Regions from separate parts of the Anser cygnoides genome. Here region 2 is linked to region 1. The links are chromatin contacts, called in public Hi-C maps. All regions are on one chromosome and are shown on one strand. The core of a region is the stretch at or near the end of the contact, and the rest is flanking DNA. Distances in the headings are between cores, read along the strand shown. Region 1 holds the start of VBP1 (VHL binding protein 1). Region 2 overlaps IRS4 (insulin receptor substrate 4).

What was found. A called contact is a pair of places that touch in the nucleus more often than the background predicts.
Region 2: a contact with region 1 is called in a Hi-C map of liver, with 4 times the contacts expected there. The contact joins the enhancer-like site here to the promoter of VBP1 in region 1. A contact is called at or near these places in 2 of 7 Hi-C or Micro-C datasets (both in liver).

What each region holds. Positions count from the first base shown.
Region 1 is chr13:2,945,169-2,949,508 of Taihu_goose_T2T_genome, forward strand. It overlaps VBP1 (VHL binding protein 1), which reads left to right and starts at 2,295. Exons shown (of 25, transcript XM_048070729.2): 1 at 2,295-2,595. The coding sequence starts at 2,466. LOC125183576 (a long non-coding RNA gene) reads right to left here and starts at 2,158. Exons shown (of 2, transcript XR_007165830.2): 1 at 546-2,158.
Region 2 is chr13:3,314,128-3,318,467 of Taihu_goose_T2T_genome, forward strand. The region is part of intron 1 of IRS4 (insulin receptor substrate 4); the gene reads right to left. Among named protein-coding and RNA genes, the nearest start is that of IRS4, 13 kb to the right of the region's middle. Within about 2 kb of position 1,959, at least 2 of the 3 cell types and tissues checked have open chromatin away from gene starts, as enhancers often do. A contact at or near this core is called in liver, where this site is marked.

The sequences.
Region 1 (4,340 bases), core at 1,045-3,544:
TGAAATTTTGGCTTTTTGAAATAGAACAATATAGGAAATTCCCTGTTGGGGATGAAGGTAGTGCTGAATAGTTGTTGTGCTTCAGCTCACACCCTCACTTATTTCGAAATAGCTTCCCTGTTTAGACAAGCCCTAAGAGACTGAGACATTTATAATGAGTATTTAATCTTTCCATCTCTTTTCTTACTGTTTTGATGTTTCCTCAGGCTTTGAAGCTTCAAAATTATTTTTCCAGAAACTATGAGTCTTAAGGCAAAAATAAGGCAACTAGAAACTGACTGCTGCCAGCAGGAATAAAAAGTTTATAAGCTTTTTCTCCACAGGAAATGTTCATGATCTTCATTAGCAGTGACCACGTTTTAATGCATTAATGCCCTTAGGGTTATAGAAATGCTTCATTCACAACTTTATCCACCCTGGATCATAGGACCGCTAATATTTCTACGGTGGCATCATGCCTTTCAACAGGATCTTTATTGCATGCATGTTTTGAAGGACAAATGGCTACACGTTTTTCAGATAAAATCAGGTCTGAAGACACTCACCGAGAATGCAGCACCTGAGGCAGTGGTCTCTTCCGAAGTTTTCCTGTGCAGTTGAGTACTGAATGAGTCCTCACCAGGGCCTCAAGGCATGACGGAAAAATAATTAATGATTCGCAGCAGCAGCAAAACTTCCTCATTGTCATTCAGGGAAATACTGTCTTTGGAAACCATAATGCTAGAATAACAATCACGTCACAACAGCCATTTGGAGGGCTGTGTGGAGCAGCACAGAATATAAGAAGTAAGCATTTGCTTTTCGTGGTGGGGATGGATGTCCTTTTCAGGCTGGAATCATAAATCAGAATTATTTTTACCTCAGTTTCCCTGTGATGTCCAGTTTGAAGTAATGTGCTATCACTTTATTGATACTCTTGAACTCTATTGCAGAAAACACCTCTCCTCACTCTGCTACATGTTCAAAAGGGAAATTCCTCATCTTGGTCTGGAAACTCAAACATACTTTCACAGAAGGCAAAGCGTGTGTGGTCACCAAACAGGCAAAGGAGCAAATCCCAAGTCAGATGTTTTCTCCAGAAATGCTTTTTGCTCTCTCTTCTTACTCCAGGAAGAGATGCCATTTATGTGGATGAGAAGAGATGATGGCTTCTTAAAGAATATTTTGAAAATCAAGCTGAGCTGACCCATTTGAGCGAGCCAGATCCCAAACAGGACTATTGATTTCCTGGTGTAGAGCAGCTCTCCTCAGGAGAAGACCTTGCTCATTTCTCTCATGCTGTGTAAATCTCTGCCGTATTTGTAGCCAACTAATGAGTTGGTATGAAAACAGCCAGGACAGCAGGATCAAGGGAATCACTTGTGAGCGACTGAGCCTACCAGTGTTAGGCTGTTTGTTTAAGTCTGCTGGCGAGGTGTCATTAACATTTGATTGATGATTGTTCGAAGTATTTTGCTGGTAACAGTCCAGCTGTAACAGGCTGGTGGCCGCATGACAGAAACCACTGCCACGCTTGGCAAAAGCTAAGCACGCTCTTGCTCACTTTCAGGAAAATAGCAAACAAATGAGCTCCCACACAGTGAACTACCACTCCTCACCCCAGTTTTGGCTGCACCCCTCACCCAGTTCTTGTCCTGCCCAGTTCTTTGCTGTACTTTAAGTAAACAATGTCCTCAATATTGGGTCAATGCCCGCCACATGGGAGCAGGCCCCAGGGTCACCTCCTGTCAGGCTCCTCAGTGGCCCTGGGGTGGGTGCATGGCCGAAGGATGGGGACTCGGTGTCAGACACTGGATGTGCCATCGGCTCTACGAGATGGGCCGTGTTTCATCCTGTTATGGATCTGCTTGTGCAGATAAATCCAGCAAGGGACAAGTTTTTTGAGGAGCACTTAATCCGACAGCATGAGGTGATACTGTACGGTACTTTTACACCCCCACGATCCCGCAGGAGCCAATGTCACCGCCCAAGACAAACTGAGACTACCCGGCCCACAAAAACCTGTGGTGAAAAAGTGCTATTAAATCATTTCTTCCACCGCTTCGACGGTGCTTCTCCTCAGCCGGGCACAGGAGGGTCGCCTCGCTCCGCGCGCAGCCCCTGGGCAGTCACTGCCGCAGGGGACACCTCGGGCTACGGCTACGGCTGCGGTGCGTGCATACGTGGTACGGAGAAACCGAGCCGGCTCCTCAATCCCCGCACAACCCCGGGGGGCCGGCGGGGAGGGCCGCGAGGCTGTGGCAGGGCTCCGGCCGCCTCCCGGGGCGGAGCGGGGCGGCCTCTCGGTCACCTGACGGCTCCGCCGCCGCCATTTTGTCGGGGAGTGGAAATGTGAAAGGGGAAGGCGCGGCGCAGCCCGGGCCGGCTGCTTTCCTCCTCCTCCTCATCCTCCTCCTCCTCCTCATCGTCCCCGGCCGTCTTCCTCGCCGTCGTCCTTCCCCGGGGGAGGCAGCGGGAGCCCCGCCATGTCGGGGCAGTCGCTCACCGACCGCATCGCGGCGGCGCAGCACAGCGTCACCGGCTCGGCCGTCGCGAAAGCCGTCTGCAAGGCGACGACCCACGAGGTGATGGGCCCCAAGAAGAAGCACCTGGACTGTGAGTAGGGGCCGTGTCGGTAGCCACGGCTTCCCCCAGCTCGCCTCCACGTGGGAGCTGCGAGCCCCGGCCGAGCCGCGGGGCGATATTTGGGCGGCAGCAGCCCCTCTGCCCCCTGAGAGCTTCCCAACTCCCGAGCCCTGCACCCGGGGAAAGGCGGTTCATGTGGTAGGGGATCTGTCTGAGACAGAAGTCAGGCATCCGGTGGTGCTGTCGGGCACTTTTGTGTGCCTCTGGTGGGATGCAGCTGCCTCTAGCCTGTCCTGAAATACAGTTGTCTTGGGGCTGTGCTGGAAGGCTGGAGGTGAGGATGGGAGAAGGTCGATTGCATCTTCCCTAAAGGACAGCGCCTTGTTGCTGGTGTATGTCAACTGAGTATGTTGAAACTCCTTTTTTTATATACCAAAAGATGCCGGAAGCTGCCCCCGCTATCTGCAGAATTATCAGTGGTGTTGCTTTGTTTCAGTTTTTAATAACTGCATAGCACTTGAAGTTGTTCTTTGCTCAATTGTGCAATGAATGCTGCAAACATTGTGTAGTACCTCCATGCACCTTCTATGAAAAGCAAACTAAGTGTGTGCCTTTACACTAGGGAGAGCAAAGGTGAGGCGAAGCTGGTTACTGCTCCCTTCAGAGTTCGGGAACCAGGCTGGTGGCTTTGTGGGACTCCTTCCAGCTGATGGTACCATGGAGAGTCTGCTGTTCAGGCTCTCAGAAAAAGCATATTCTGTTAATTGTTGAGGACAGTTTGGCTCTTTGGTGCTGTGGCACTCATCTGTTGAAATAGACATCTTGCATGAAAGCCTTTGACACAGATCAAATAGATAAACCAAGTATATTTCTTATTGATCTGGATGCGTGGAAGCCGGTTGCAGTAGTAAATATTGCAGCTACTGGGTTGAAGTTGAAAGCCTTCAAGCTGGGTAATTGATGATTCTTTTCATTATACCGTTATGTTACCTTGTTTCATTTTCTGCCTGAGGTAGAACAACTTTGAGGTAACCCTTATGTCCAGAAATGGCAACATGACAGGAAGCCAGAAATCGGTGACAGTTTGCTCAATAGTTTGAAAGTTTCTCAAGCTGAGAAGAGGTAGTGTGTTGTTCGAAACTGATGTCATTCACTTCGCAAAGTAAGAAAATGGACATCTGGAAAAACAGTATCTTGAGAATAGGATACAGTGGCATTGTGAGTGTCGTATTCCTTTGAATATCTCTTGATAGAAATCTGTTCAGAGTTGTCAGTATCCTTGAAGGTTCTTACATCCCAAATGAGTTCTGTGTTTTGGTGTCAGTTGTTTTCTATCATTCTTTTGTCTAAAAAAAAATAAAAAGCTTGTTGTGCTGACTGTAGCTCTGGAGTACAGGAGGACTGTGGTGGGGTGGAAGAAGAAGATGTGAAATGTGGTACCATGAATACCTTTGCAAACAGCTTTAAAAAAAATAAATCCCAGTAAATATTCTTCAGTCTTCATTCAGCATATGCATGTGCTGCTTTTCAAACATCTGCAAGCCTACGTATTGCACTTAAATTTTTTTTACTTGTACATCTGTAAGCAAAACTTAGTTGTATTGAACGTAAGCAGATGAGATACAAGTTTAAATACTGTTATCTCTGGAACAATCACACAGCGTAGTTTCAAAGACACAGTGCAAGTAGTTTTCAAAGTACAATATGAAATAAAACATAGCTTGGACTTAATGCAAAACACTGCCAGTTGCACCTTGGTCCCTGCATGTGCATGT
Region 2 (4,340 bases), core at 709-3,208, 370 kb after region 1:
TCAGCTTTATGAAGAGTTTCTATACAAAAGCTCCATCCTTTATTCAAAATTGACTCAGAATTTCAAGAATTAAAATTCAACTTCCTACGAGCATTTAGTATGGAAAACGAATGCAGAAAGCATCCAAAAATTTTCACAGATCACCTCTCAAAATATATAAGCAGAGTTTAGATAACTAAGCCAACATTCTCCTCGTTACACAAGTCTATTTAAATTCACCGGTTTAAGATGAGATCGGATTATAAAACTACACACAGCTGTCATCTTCCCAGGGAGTAAATAATCAGAAGAAAAGGATCCAAAGGACAGAAAAGAAACTAAGAGGGCAAATATGTAAATTGGGATGGCAGCAGGCTGTTGCTCAGAAAAGCATTTAGCTTAAAATTAAGAAAGGCACAGAGAAAGAGCTCTGCAAGTTTTCTATGAAAAAAATCTATAGTTTTATAAAAATTAGGGGCAAAGGTTTAGATCAATCTTAATTATTTAGCCTGCAAACCCCGCGTGTTCCATTTGAAAATGTATCAGACGAGAGTATATCCAATTTACACTTCATTTCCTGCATCTGAATTATTAAGGTCGTACAAGTCAGGCCACTTTAAAACAAACCAAGAGGTTTTAAGAACAGAGCAGACATCTCCTATTTCTCTCAAAGAAATCCATCCTAAATAGTGTGTTTTTACAGGAAAGGCTTTTACTGACATAATTTTGCAACTGATTCCTAAAAGGATAAAAGCTTTGCTTACAGAAGATATTAATTTAAGATAATTAAATACTTAAAATCTCCATGTCAAAGACTAAGGCAATTTAATGCCTTCTGGAGAGCACCACTGAAGTTCTCCATTTCCTGAACTTCAGGTTGGGGGGAAACCAGAGTTAACTGGACTCGCACAGATCAAAAGCATCAGAACAGCCCCGGCTCTTCCTGCACACGTGGCCACACCATACTGCTGTTGTTCAGTAGCCCACCAAACCCCAGCACGTTGTTTGTGCTACCAGGACAGGGCAGGACTGTGATGGATTGCATTTCAAGCCTTCCTCAGAGCACGCAGGCCTGGCAGGGGGAGGCAATTTGCTCAAACACATTCTTCACAAATCAGTAAGAATTATTTTTTTTTTTCCCCCAGATCTTACCAAATACACAGTTACTATCCTATACCATTTTCTTATTTGAGACTGATTTTAATGGCATAGCTTTAGACCTTGCTAGAGGCAAAGAGGTGTTATTTGTGAAAGGAATTTCTGCTTAATTTGCACGCTCGGACACCGACTCTACAAACACGTAGCAGAAAGCCCGACATTTACTGGAGCCACTGTGTACGCAGTTACTCTACGTAGGTAACCCAATCAAGGCCCTGACACAGAAAAACATCCTTATTTGGGAAGTATGTTAAACTACATGCTTACCATTAAGCACATATTTTGCATACTTTCTTCATTCAACAACAAAGCAATCATGTTCGACTTAAACTAATGAATATATTTTGTACCTATGATTTGACTGACCTTTCCACAGGCAAAAAAAAAAAGCAAAAACTTGTTTTAAAAAACAAAAAGCAACTATTACATGATCCACTTGTCATTACATAAACTATTTGAACTGACTGGTAACAACACATACGAGTAAATTACGTTCCTCTTCCTCCTTAAGATGTATTTCTAAAATTTACAAGACAAAGTTACTCCTACAAATACTGCATGTACAATAATTCACTCAAAACATGGTTCCAGTATCCTTACTGCTCAGCAACTTCACGAGCTAAAAAAACCTCTCCCATGCTTTAAGATCATTTTTATTTATTTCGCAGAAACGCCTTATCTTTTGCAACAGCGGCTTCTTTTTCTGTTTTAATAAACAGTAGTGGAGTTTCTAGGAAGGCATTATGCACAGTCCCTAGCTTCATCTCCTTTACCAATCCTATTCCTAGAATTAGGAAACTTGCATGCAGTTTTGGCAGGGCCTGAACACCAACTCAAATTGCTCTCAACAGCTTGATAAGTTGTTTTTTCGTTTTTCTGAAAACTAAATTTCTGTTTCAACGTAGTAAGACGATGCTAAGAATTAACTCCTCTCCACTTAAAGACACACAAGTTCTCAATTTCAGATTTTCATGTTGCAGAAGAATGAAAAAGTCCTGCTTTCTCAAAAACACTTTAACAGCACGTGTGTCAAGGTACTTTGACTGACCTCCTAAATTGCACAAAACGTAGCTAAATTTTAGCCCCAAAAACCCTTGTTTGTGCAGCTTACGGCAACACGACCTGCTACAGTTCACTCTGCTCTCGTGACAAAGGTTAGGAGTCTGTAAATGTCAACAGAGAGGAATACATTTCCTGCCCGTGCTCCTTCTGCAAGGCAGATGTTAAGAACTGTTGGGAAACAAATAGGAAAAGCAAACAACCACGTCAAATACGGGCACTGAGCAGCACGTGCGGTTCCAATTCCCTCATTCAGAAAGGAGCTGGAATAACTAGAAGAGTCAAGAGTAGTGCAGAAAAACTCATGAAAGGTGTGCAACAGCTTCCCTGTGAGGAACTGCCAAGTAAGAGCCTGCACAGAGGTACTGGGATGTATCAGGAAATTAAAAAATACAGATATACTGTACGTCCCTGCTGCGTGAAGGAACTGCAGGAAGCCTCTGACAGCATGCAGGCTAAGGGTATGGCACAGGAGGATATGACATCCTAAGTGTCATGGAGAGAAAAGATAGGGTTCATTATCTCTTCCAATACACAAACAAGGGGCTGTCAAACAAAGCTGGGTCCAAAATAGACACTAAGACGTCTGTGTGCAGCATGCACTGCCTCTGACCAAAGGCTGCTGTCACTACAAGGCGTTACACAGGATCAAAGAGGTTGGAAAAGTACTTGGATTAAAGATCCATAAAGGATTATAAAACAGACAAACTGCATCAGGCTCAGGAAATCCCCCAAGCTGAAGAATCAGAGGCTGGAAGTATGCTTGTGGGGAGGTGTTCTGTCAGCCTGCCCTGTTCTTCCTCTGCGGGGTGGCGTCTGCTTGCAGGCACAGGTCTTTGGTTTGAGCGAGCAAAACTATTCTGATGAACACACCTGAGAGATAAAGGACTGTCACCCGTGACTAAATAACCAGCTCCCCGCCTTCCAACTCACCTTCTGTGATACTTTTCTATGGAACGCATCGCATCTGCCAGTTCATCCTTAGCTCTTCCCAACCCCTTTAGTCACTGACACTTGAAAGCACTCAGCACTTTCTCTTCTTTCTCCTCTATTATCGTAAATGACCATCAGAGGCAGAAGCTTGCTACGTGGCCACACACCACGTAAAGACACCATCCTCAGCCATACTTTTAGCCCACGGGTGCCTGCACAGAAATCTTGCTATCAGGCACTACGTGCTCCCACACGGAGCAGTGGCACACAATGCTTTCTTCCATTTTGAAATCATCACATCACTGAGGATGCGTTCAATACCCCAAACCCTGGTTTATGCTGTGGAGAAAGAAGACTGTGCACGAAGTAAACTTCTCACTCCCAGCACATGCACAACAACCAAGGATAGGGCCTTCAGCTTCCAGGAGCAGCTCAGGGGCTCTCCAAGGTCAGAATTAAACAGTGCCTACACACAGACGAGTTTTAACCAAGCAAGCAACTCCTGCTTAGTGTTTACCACGTGGAACTTGCCAGCATTAGTACTTCAGTCACTTACACCCGCAGCAGTGACATGTGAATCAGGCCTCGCTGCTACCACTACCAGACCCACCCGCAACCACCAGTGTCTGTTCAACCTGATCTACCAACACAAAACTCAAGTCATTTCCTCCTGCCACAGCTGTTGTGTTACGCTCTGGCTTCCACAGGCAGTTCTCAAGCAGCTGAAAGCACCACAGTGGCGATCAGCTGCTGACCCAGACCTCCTCCTTTCAAGGGGCTCTGCAACACAAATCCTGAAGGTGCATATATCCCTGCAAGCCACGCTACTGCCTCCCAATCCCAAATCCCCACTACACCTCCTCCCCAACACCACAAGACCATCTGGATCCCAGAGATGCCGCTCAGAAAGCTTGTGAAAAAAGGCAACAGTAATGCCAGAGCAGCTTCATGACCCCAGCCGCTTTTGGAGCCAAGTCTCAACACGGGGTGCAGGTCCACATCGCATCAACCGTGCAGCAACACTACCTAGGGTGACCCCATGCTTCACTGCACCTTCCCGCATCCCTGCTGGCACCACGTCTGTCAGTCCCATGTCTGTCAGTCCCACAGCTGCAGGAAACCGAACTGACAAGAAGAAAACAACAACATGCATTCCACATCTGAAAGGGAGAAGTAAACACCGGGACACGCTCCTGACTCGGAGATTCGTG